2 separate regions of the Mus musculus genome follow, and region 1 is linked to region 2. Evidence: chromatin contacts called from public Hi-C data. All regions are on one chromosome and are shown on one strand. Each heading gives the region's core, a stretch centred on a gene start, on an enhancer-like site or on the middle of the called end of the contact. The rest is flanking DNA. Distances are from core to core; before and after follow the strand shown.

Region 1 (3,509 bases), core at 707-3,206, 38 kb before region 2:
GACCAGCCTGGGCTACACACGTAGCTCAAGGCCAGTTTAGGCCTTAGGGAGACCCTGTCTCAAAATAATAAATAAGCCTGGTACAGTGGCACACACCATTAATCCCTGCAGTTGATAGATAGAGACAGGAAGAGTGAGTTCTAGGCCAGCCTATTCTACACTGCATGTTTCAAGCCAACCAAGGCTACCTAGTGAGTTCTAGTCTCAAAAAAATAATAAATAAACCAACCAACAAATATAGGGCTGCAGATGTAGCTCAGTGGTAGAGTGCTTGATAGCATGTGTACTCTGCCCTGGGTTCAATGCCAGTATAGCAGGAACAAAAAGCAGCCCCCTTCCCTTCCCTAACATTCCCTCAAGTGTCAGGAAGAAAGGCTCGCACCAGTGCTCCTTCTGGACCAAACATTTCCAGGAAACTTCCAATGAACTCTCGGGACTTCTCCTCCCACTTCTGGATGAGGTCGATGCTCTTCTCTTCCACCTTCTGCACAAACTCTTTTGACTTTTCCTCCACATCTTTCACTTTCTTCTTTACTTTATCAACTCGTTCTTGCAAGTGGTATTTCTTCTCCTAGACAGGAGACAAATGAATTGTAAGAACTAGTACCCAGGCTGAGTGATGGCTTAGAGGCTGAGTACATCCTGCACCTCTGGAGAGCCCGAGTTTGATTGACAGCATGACCTTCAGATGGCTCCCTCCTACTTGTATGTGCAGCTCCTGAGAGCTCTAACACCTCTGCCCCCACAGGCACGTGTACTCACATGCACATAACCACAGACATACACATAATTTACAAAAAATAATAATATTAATTTATAAAAAGAATACCCAACTTGACTTTGCCTACCATAAAAGAGAGAAAAATTTGGCTACTGTTTTCAAAATTACAAATTCTGCTTTGCTTAATCTGCTCTGTTGTTTATTTAGCATAATAACAGGAAAAATAATCTCTGGCTAGCCAGTCACCTTATATGAAAGTGTGGTGATTCTAACTATGACAGTGAGGGCAGAAATAGATTAGCATGCAACCAAAGGAAGTCAAGGTTGTCAAGATAAATCTAATATAACGACATAGAGATATATCCAATAAGGCTCTTTCAAATGGAAGAGTGCATGCACAAGATCATCACACAGCAATTCCAAGAAGCAAATAGGCCAGAGTCGAAACAGAAATACTAGATCCTTAATTAATTCATGACATTGGATACCCCATCACTAGCTCATTCCATGATTTTAGATAAACTGACTTTCATTGTGTGTGTGTGTGTGTGTGTGTGTGTGTGTGTGTGAAGGCATCACATGTCTTCTTTAATTAACCACTCTCCCTCTTATTTTTCTGAGACAGGGTCTCTCACTGAACCTGGAGCTCACCAGGTCTACTAGGCTGGCCGGCCACTGGGTTCCTGGGATCTTCCTGTCTTAGAGGATGCGCTGTCACACCTAGCTTTTGACATAGGTGCTGCGGATCAGAACTCAGGTCATTACTTGCATGGCAGCCACTCTACCAACCAAGCCATCTTCTCAGTCCATGTTTTGCCTTTTATAAGTTGGAGATCTGCTTGCTCATTTGCAAAATGGCAAAGAGTTGGTCCTGCCAACATCCCTAAACATTAGTGTAAAATGGTATAAATGCTCTAATGGAGAAGAAGTGATATTTAGTCAAATGTAAAGCACTATATTGCCTGAACATGCTGGCACTTGCCAGGTAACCCCAGTACTCAGGAGGCCAAGGCAGGAAGATCACAAGTTCCAGGTCAGTCTGGGCTACAACTTGAAAGGTTTTTATTAAAAACACAAAACAATGCAAAAAAAAAAAAAAAAGTAGTTTCTTAATTTCTCAACCATAAGGAAGAAAGAGGCATGCAGGTTGCACAAGATAACAAGATAAAGGGTGGGGGGAAGGGGGGGGGAAACAGAGCGGGGACCATTTGGTTTTGGTTTTCCCCTTTCTTTTTTTGTCGTTGTCTGGGCACCACATGTGCTCTAGCATTGTGAGCTGCCACGTGGGTGCTGGGAATAGAAGAGCAGCCAGTGTTCTTAACTCCTGAGCCATCTCTCTATCCTCTTTCTGTTTTATGAGACAGTCTTGCTATGTAGCTTAGATTAGCCTCAAATCTGAAATCCTCCTGACTCAGCCTTCTAAAATGGGATTATAGGGATGCACACTTGGCTCACCTTACCTTTTTTTCTTGTTTGCGTTTTTTTTTTTCCCCCAAGACAGGGTTTCTCTGTATAGTCCTGGCTGTCCTGGAACTCACTTTGTAGACCAGGCTGGCCTCGAACTCAGAAATCTGCCTTCCTCTGCCTCCCGAGTGCTGGGATTAAAGGCGTGCACCACCACGCCCTGCTCTTGTTTGTGTTTTAACACAGGGTCTCCTATGTAGCCCTGGTTGACCTGAAACCTTCAATTTGAAGTGGTCCTCCTGCCTTTGCCTCCCAAATCGTGGGATGATGGGATGGACCACTAAGCCCTATTCTGGTTTATCTAATTCTTTCACAGAGCTGGGAACAAGCAAAGGGTTTGGGTAAATAATTATTGCATACAATATAGTTAGTAGGTTTGCTCTGTTTAAATCAACCTTATTGAAACATTATTTATATATACAATTAACATCTTTCCTAAAAGGCAATATTAATCAAAAGTACCTGTGTGGTTTTGTGTGTTTGTGTGTGTGTGTGTGTGTGTGTGTGTGTGTGTGTGTGTGTGTGTGTGTGTGTGTGTGAGACAGGACTTGCTAAATAGCCCATGTGGAGAAACTATATATCAAATGCTGTATGTCACTAGCCATATAGGGAGAGATCTGTAGTTTTCATTTTATTCTCAAAAGAACACATAATTTAAAAAAAAAAAAAAGCAAAACCAGTTAAGAGCCACTCTTCATTTGACATAGTGTGCTTGCTATATAACTTATACTTCTGTTGTTCTTTTGAGGCAGAGTGTCACTAAGGCTGGCCTCAAAATTCTGATCCTCTTTCCTCCAGTCCTTTCACTAGAACAGATGTATCTATGCTGGGATTATAGGCATGCATAATTATATATTCCTATTTGTTAAATTGCTTTGTATGTCTTTTTTTTCCTTTCCTTTTATTTTTAAAGACAGGATCTCACTGTGCAGCCCTACCCATCCTGGAACACACAGAGATCTGCCTGTCTCTGCTTCTGAACACTGGGATTAAAGGTGCCACCACCATGCCTGTCCTTGTATCCATATGTTGATATTATGACATTAGACCGTGAGGACAGAGCCTGCCTTTGTGCTATACTCTTTATAAGAGACATGAGGTAGCTCTGGGGAATGACAATCTCACAGCACACTGAAAAGTGAGCTCAGAGCACACAGCACGAGAAGCACATGTGCCCTACAGCGGCAGGGAGCTATGGGGCGAGGCTGTAACTCACGTTGATAAAGCTGACATTGAGCTCCTTGGCAGTGTAGCCCCTCTGTAGGTTCCGTCTTGCATACACATCATAGTCACGGACAATGCGGGTGATGATGTCTGATGTGGA
Region 2 (3,621 bases), core at 666-3,165:
GGCCTTGAGCTCAGAGATATCCCTATCTGTACCTCCCAAGTGCTGGAATAAAAGACATTTGGTACCACACCTGACCCAATACCTTTTTAATAGCAATCCTATTTACTTGTAGACTCTCCAACCATAAAGATTGAATAGAATATGAAGATCTATCTCTCCCTACTTCTATTTTATTCTTAGCAAACTGTTTTCTGGGTTTGCAGTTTTGCTCTTAAACTGTGTTATCCTCAAAGTTTCTCCTTCCTCAATGCCTATTCCTGGCAGTTTCTCCACAACAAACGCCTATATCCTTATTGCTTCTATAACTATCACCATCCCTATTTCAATATAGCTTTTGGCTCTCCCAACAAAAATTGTGTTTTAGTCCTCAATCATAACTAGCTATCTTGATTACGGTCAAATAGCTTTCTCCAGTTAAGGCCATCTGTTGGAGCCTGTGGCCAGCACAGGTCCCAGTTCCTAACTCACTCTACACTTACTTCTCTGCAGTTCCTTAATCATAGAATCATTACAGAAAGAAAAACCTCAAATAATCCAAACCCACTACTTCTCAAACTAAAAAAGCAACAACAGCAAAAAGCTAGACATGGTGGCATGCACCTTTAATCTTGAGGCAGAGGCCAGGAGTCTCTGTGAGTTCAAGGCCACCCTGGTCTAGATGGTTCCAGGTCAGTGGCTATACATAGTGAGATCCTGTATTAATGCCTCAGAGCCAGCACTGGTGAGGCAGAAATAGGCAGATCTCTGAGTTCAAGGCCAGCCCGGTCTACAGAGGGAGTTCCAGGACAACCAGGGCTACATAGAGACACCTTGACTTGAAGAAACAAACTCACAAGCAAGAGCAAAGAAACAAAACCAAAACACTTTAAGTCCACCAAAATTTTTAAGCCCAACTGAAAATACTTGTCTCAGCCTCCTGGGTGTCTGAATTCTAGTTGTGTATCACCACACCCAGTTTTCAAACTTTAGCTCGTTTACTGCATACGTAGTAAGATGTAGGAAGCTAACTTTATAGCATCATTGCAAACACACCTGAAACCTATTTTATAAATCCTTACTATGTGAACACAGCGGGGATTTCTATTGTAGACCAGTTGTCTGTATTTAGTTAGTTGCCATCCAACTAAACTGTCTTCACAGCCCAATAGTAAACTGGGACTCAGAGTTGGGTGGCATAATCCAACTCTGAACTTTCCGCTTACTGACGAAGACACTAGCTCAGTGGTGAACTAAGTTTCTCACCCACGGAAGTTTGCCCGTAAAATTCAAACTCTGGTCTGGTCTCACACCAGTGCGGTTTCTTCGTAAGACCTGTGCCGGGTGGGTCCCTCGCTCATTCACTCACACTTTGTACACAAACACAAGTGCAAAGCACCACCCCCAATTCCTGATCTTACATTCTCCTCCAAGTCAGCCCTCAAAGTCGCTGCTTGTCGGTGAGCGCGCCCTCGCAGCCGCTGCTTCATGGTCCCTCGGATCAATCCCCTCAGTCACTATCCATCGATCAGTCAGTCCCCGGGTAGTCACTGCTGCATACTTACTCGGTCATGGTCCCGTCGCAGCCTCTGCCTCGTGCTCTCCGAGGTCAGAGTCCCTCGCATTTACTGCTCCGGGGGTCACAGACCCCTCACAAGCGGCCACCCCTGGGTCACAGTCCTCTTGGCTGTCATTGTACCTCGGTCACAGTAGCCTCCTGCTTCACACTTTCCCTAGCTGTCACTGGCCCACTCTTCAGTCGCAGCCCCCTCACGCTCCCAGCCCGCCTTTGTCCTCGCAAAGCACCCACTACCCGGAGTTTCCTTACCTCAACTCCTCCAGGCTCCGGTCCCCCTCGGATCCCTTCCCCGCGCCGCGTCACCGACTAGCGAAGTCAAATGGGTTGCGGGGAGACGCCCGGGAAACATCTGACCGGACTGCGGACCGGAAGTCCCGCCTCCCGCCCGCCCTCTTGTCAATGCCACCTCCGCATTCCTGAAAACCACAACCTGACAGAGTAGTTCCGCTTCCAGAGGGGCCGGGCGCGTGGGGTGACTGAGCCGAAGCGCTGGAGGCAGGCGCGGGGTCGGCGGGCTCGGAATTCCGGATGTGTGGCGCCTCCTGCCGCCGGTCTCCCGGCGTCCCCTGCGCCCGCTGCCCCTCGCCTTCTCCGCAGGGCTGGGGCTCCGATGTCCGACCTCCCCGAGGACTTCGAGCCCGCCGGCTCGGTCAGGCGAGCTCGGGTCTGAGCTCATCCTCTGTCTGCCAGTTATTCGGACCTGGGTTGACTCATCAGAAAACGAGCCTAGAAATCGACCCGGGAAGTAGTGGAGCAGGAGTAGAGGCGAGGGCAAAAATGCACAGACAAGGAGGCTGTAGTCTAGGGAACGAACTTCCTACGGTGAGCTTTTGGGGGATTTTGTTTGGCCGAGTCCCCCCCCCCCACACACACACACACACAACACACTTCTAAGATTTTGTGTGTCCACGGAGGCCATAAATGGGGTGACATGTCTTGGAGCTAGAGTTAACGGGCCTTTGTGAATACCTGGGTGCTGGGACCTGAACTCTAGTGGGTTTTGTTTTTTTTGGTTTTTTGGTTTTTTGTTTTTTGTTTTTTGTTTTTTTTTTTTTCGTTTTTTCGAGACAGGGTTTCTCTGTGTAGCCCTGGCTGTCCTGGAACTCACTCTGTAGACCAGGCTGGCCTCGAACTCAGAAATCCACCTGCCTGTGCCTCCCCAGTGCTGGGATTAAAGGCGTGCACCACCACTGCCGGGCTAATTCTAGTCTTAATTGAACAGTAAGTGCTTTTAACTCTTAACCACTGAACTCTCTCTCCAGACTTTTTGAGGGGAATTAAAAGTAACTATCAGACATGGCCTTTACTGTTGCCGAGACTGGCCTGGACCTTACTATTTGTCCCATGCCGGCCTTGAATTTGCAGTGGACCTCCTGCCTCAGACTCTAGAGTGCGGTCATTAGCCGCCACACCCTGTGCAATTCTGTAGCTGTAAGGCAAGTGGGAAGAAAACTCTACAGGAGAAAGATGGGGGGGGTGGGGGTAGACTTTTATGTATTTGTTTGCATTTTTTACTTGAAGATAACTGAGAGGAAAGAGGATGGGTGAACTTGTGCATCTGCTGAGGTGCTTCTAAGGAGAAAAATGATTAAAAGCTAGCACACACACTTAAGTTCAAATAGGTATTTGGACTTGGCAGATAAAATGCCCCCAAAAAAGGACTTCGTAGCTGGAGGAGACACCAAGGGCCTCTCTGGGGAAGATGGGCATCACAAAGGTAGTAGTTTAGACTGTAGCTAACATAGAAACCTAGGAATCTTTTTATGGTGGTGGTTATTTTCTAGACAGGGTGTCTCTGTATAGAGCAGGCTAATGTATAATTCACAGAGATCCACCTGCTTCTGCCTCTTGGGTGCTGGGATTAAAGGCGTGTGACAGCACCACCTGGCTGAAACTCCTTGCTCTACTTTCATGTACACTTGAAATTTCTCAGACCCTGTCACTAAACAAAAGGGATATACCTTTAAGCAGTGAGCTGTGTAAACCATAGGGTAGTCAGCCAATAGCTGAGCACAAATAACAGGCCAGAAGAAACGAAAGCAACAGTACAAAGAAAGTAAGTTTTT

The links. Hi-C and Micro-C count contacts between places; a contact is called where the count stands out from the background.
Region 1: a contact with region 2 is called in a Hi-C map of the G1E-ER4 cell line, with 3 times the contacts expected there. The contact joins the enhancer-like site here to the promoter of Pcyt1a in region 2. A contact is called at or near these places in 7 of 39 promoter capture datasets (the HPC-7 cell line, embryonic stem cells, fetal liver and 3 more), 2 of 15 datasets of contacts at CTCF or cohesin (CD8 T cells and the G1E-ER4 cell line), 16 of 484 Hi-C or Micro-C datasets (the Ba/F3 cell line, the G1E-ER4 cell line, the HL-1 cell line and 10 more), 14 of 115 datasets of contacts at active chromatin or transcription factors (the 230-238 cell line, CD8 T cells, the HPC-7 cell line and 8 more) and 3 of 9 other capture datasets (adipose tissue, liver and pancreatic islet).

What each region holds. Positions count from the first base shown.
Region 1 is chr16:32,467,113-32,470,621 of GRCm38.p6, reverse strand. It overlaps Pcyt1a (phosphate cytidylyltransferase 1, choline, alpha isoform), which reads right to left. Exons shown (of 9, transcript NM_009981.4): 7 at 3,402-3,509; 8 at 383-571. Among named protein-coding and RNA genes, the nearest start is that of Slc51a, 19 kb to the left of the region's middle. Within about 2 kb of position 1,956, at least 7 of the 459 cell types and tissues checked have an H3K27ac peak or open chromatin away from gene starts, as enhancers often do. A contact at or near this core is called in the G1E-ER4 cell line, the HPC-7 cell line, the SCID.adh cell line and 1 more, where this site is marked.
Region 2 is chr16:32,429,215-32,432,835 of GRCm38.p6, reverse strand. It overlaps Pcyt1a (phosphate cytidylyltransferase 1, choline, alpha isoform), which reads right to left and starts at 1,915. Exons shown (of 9, transcript NM_009981.4): 1 at 1,805-1,915.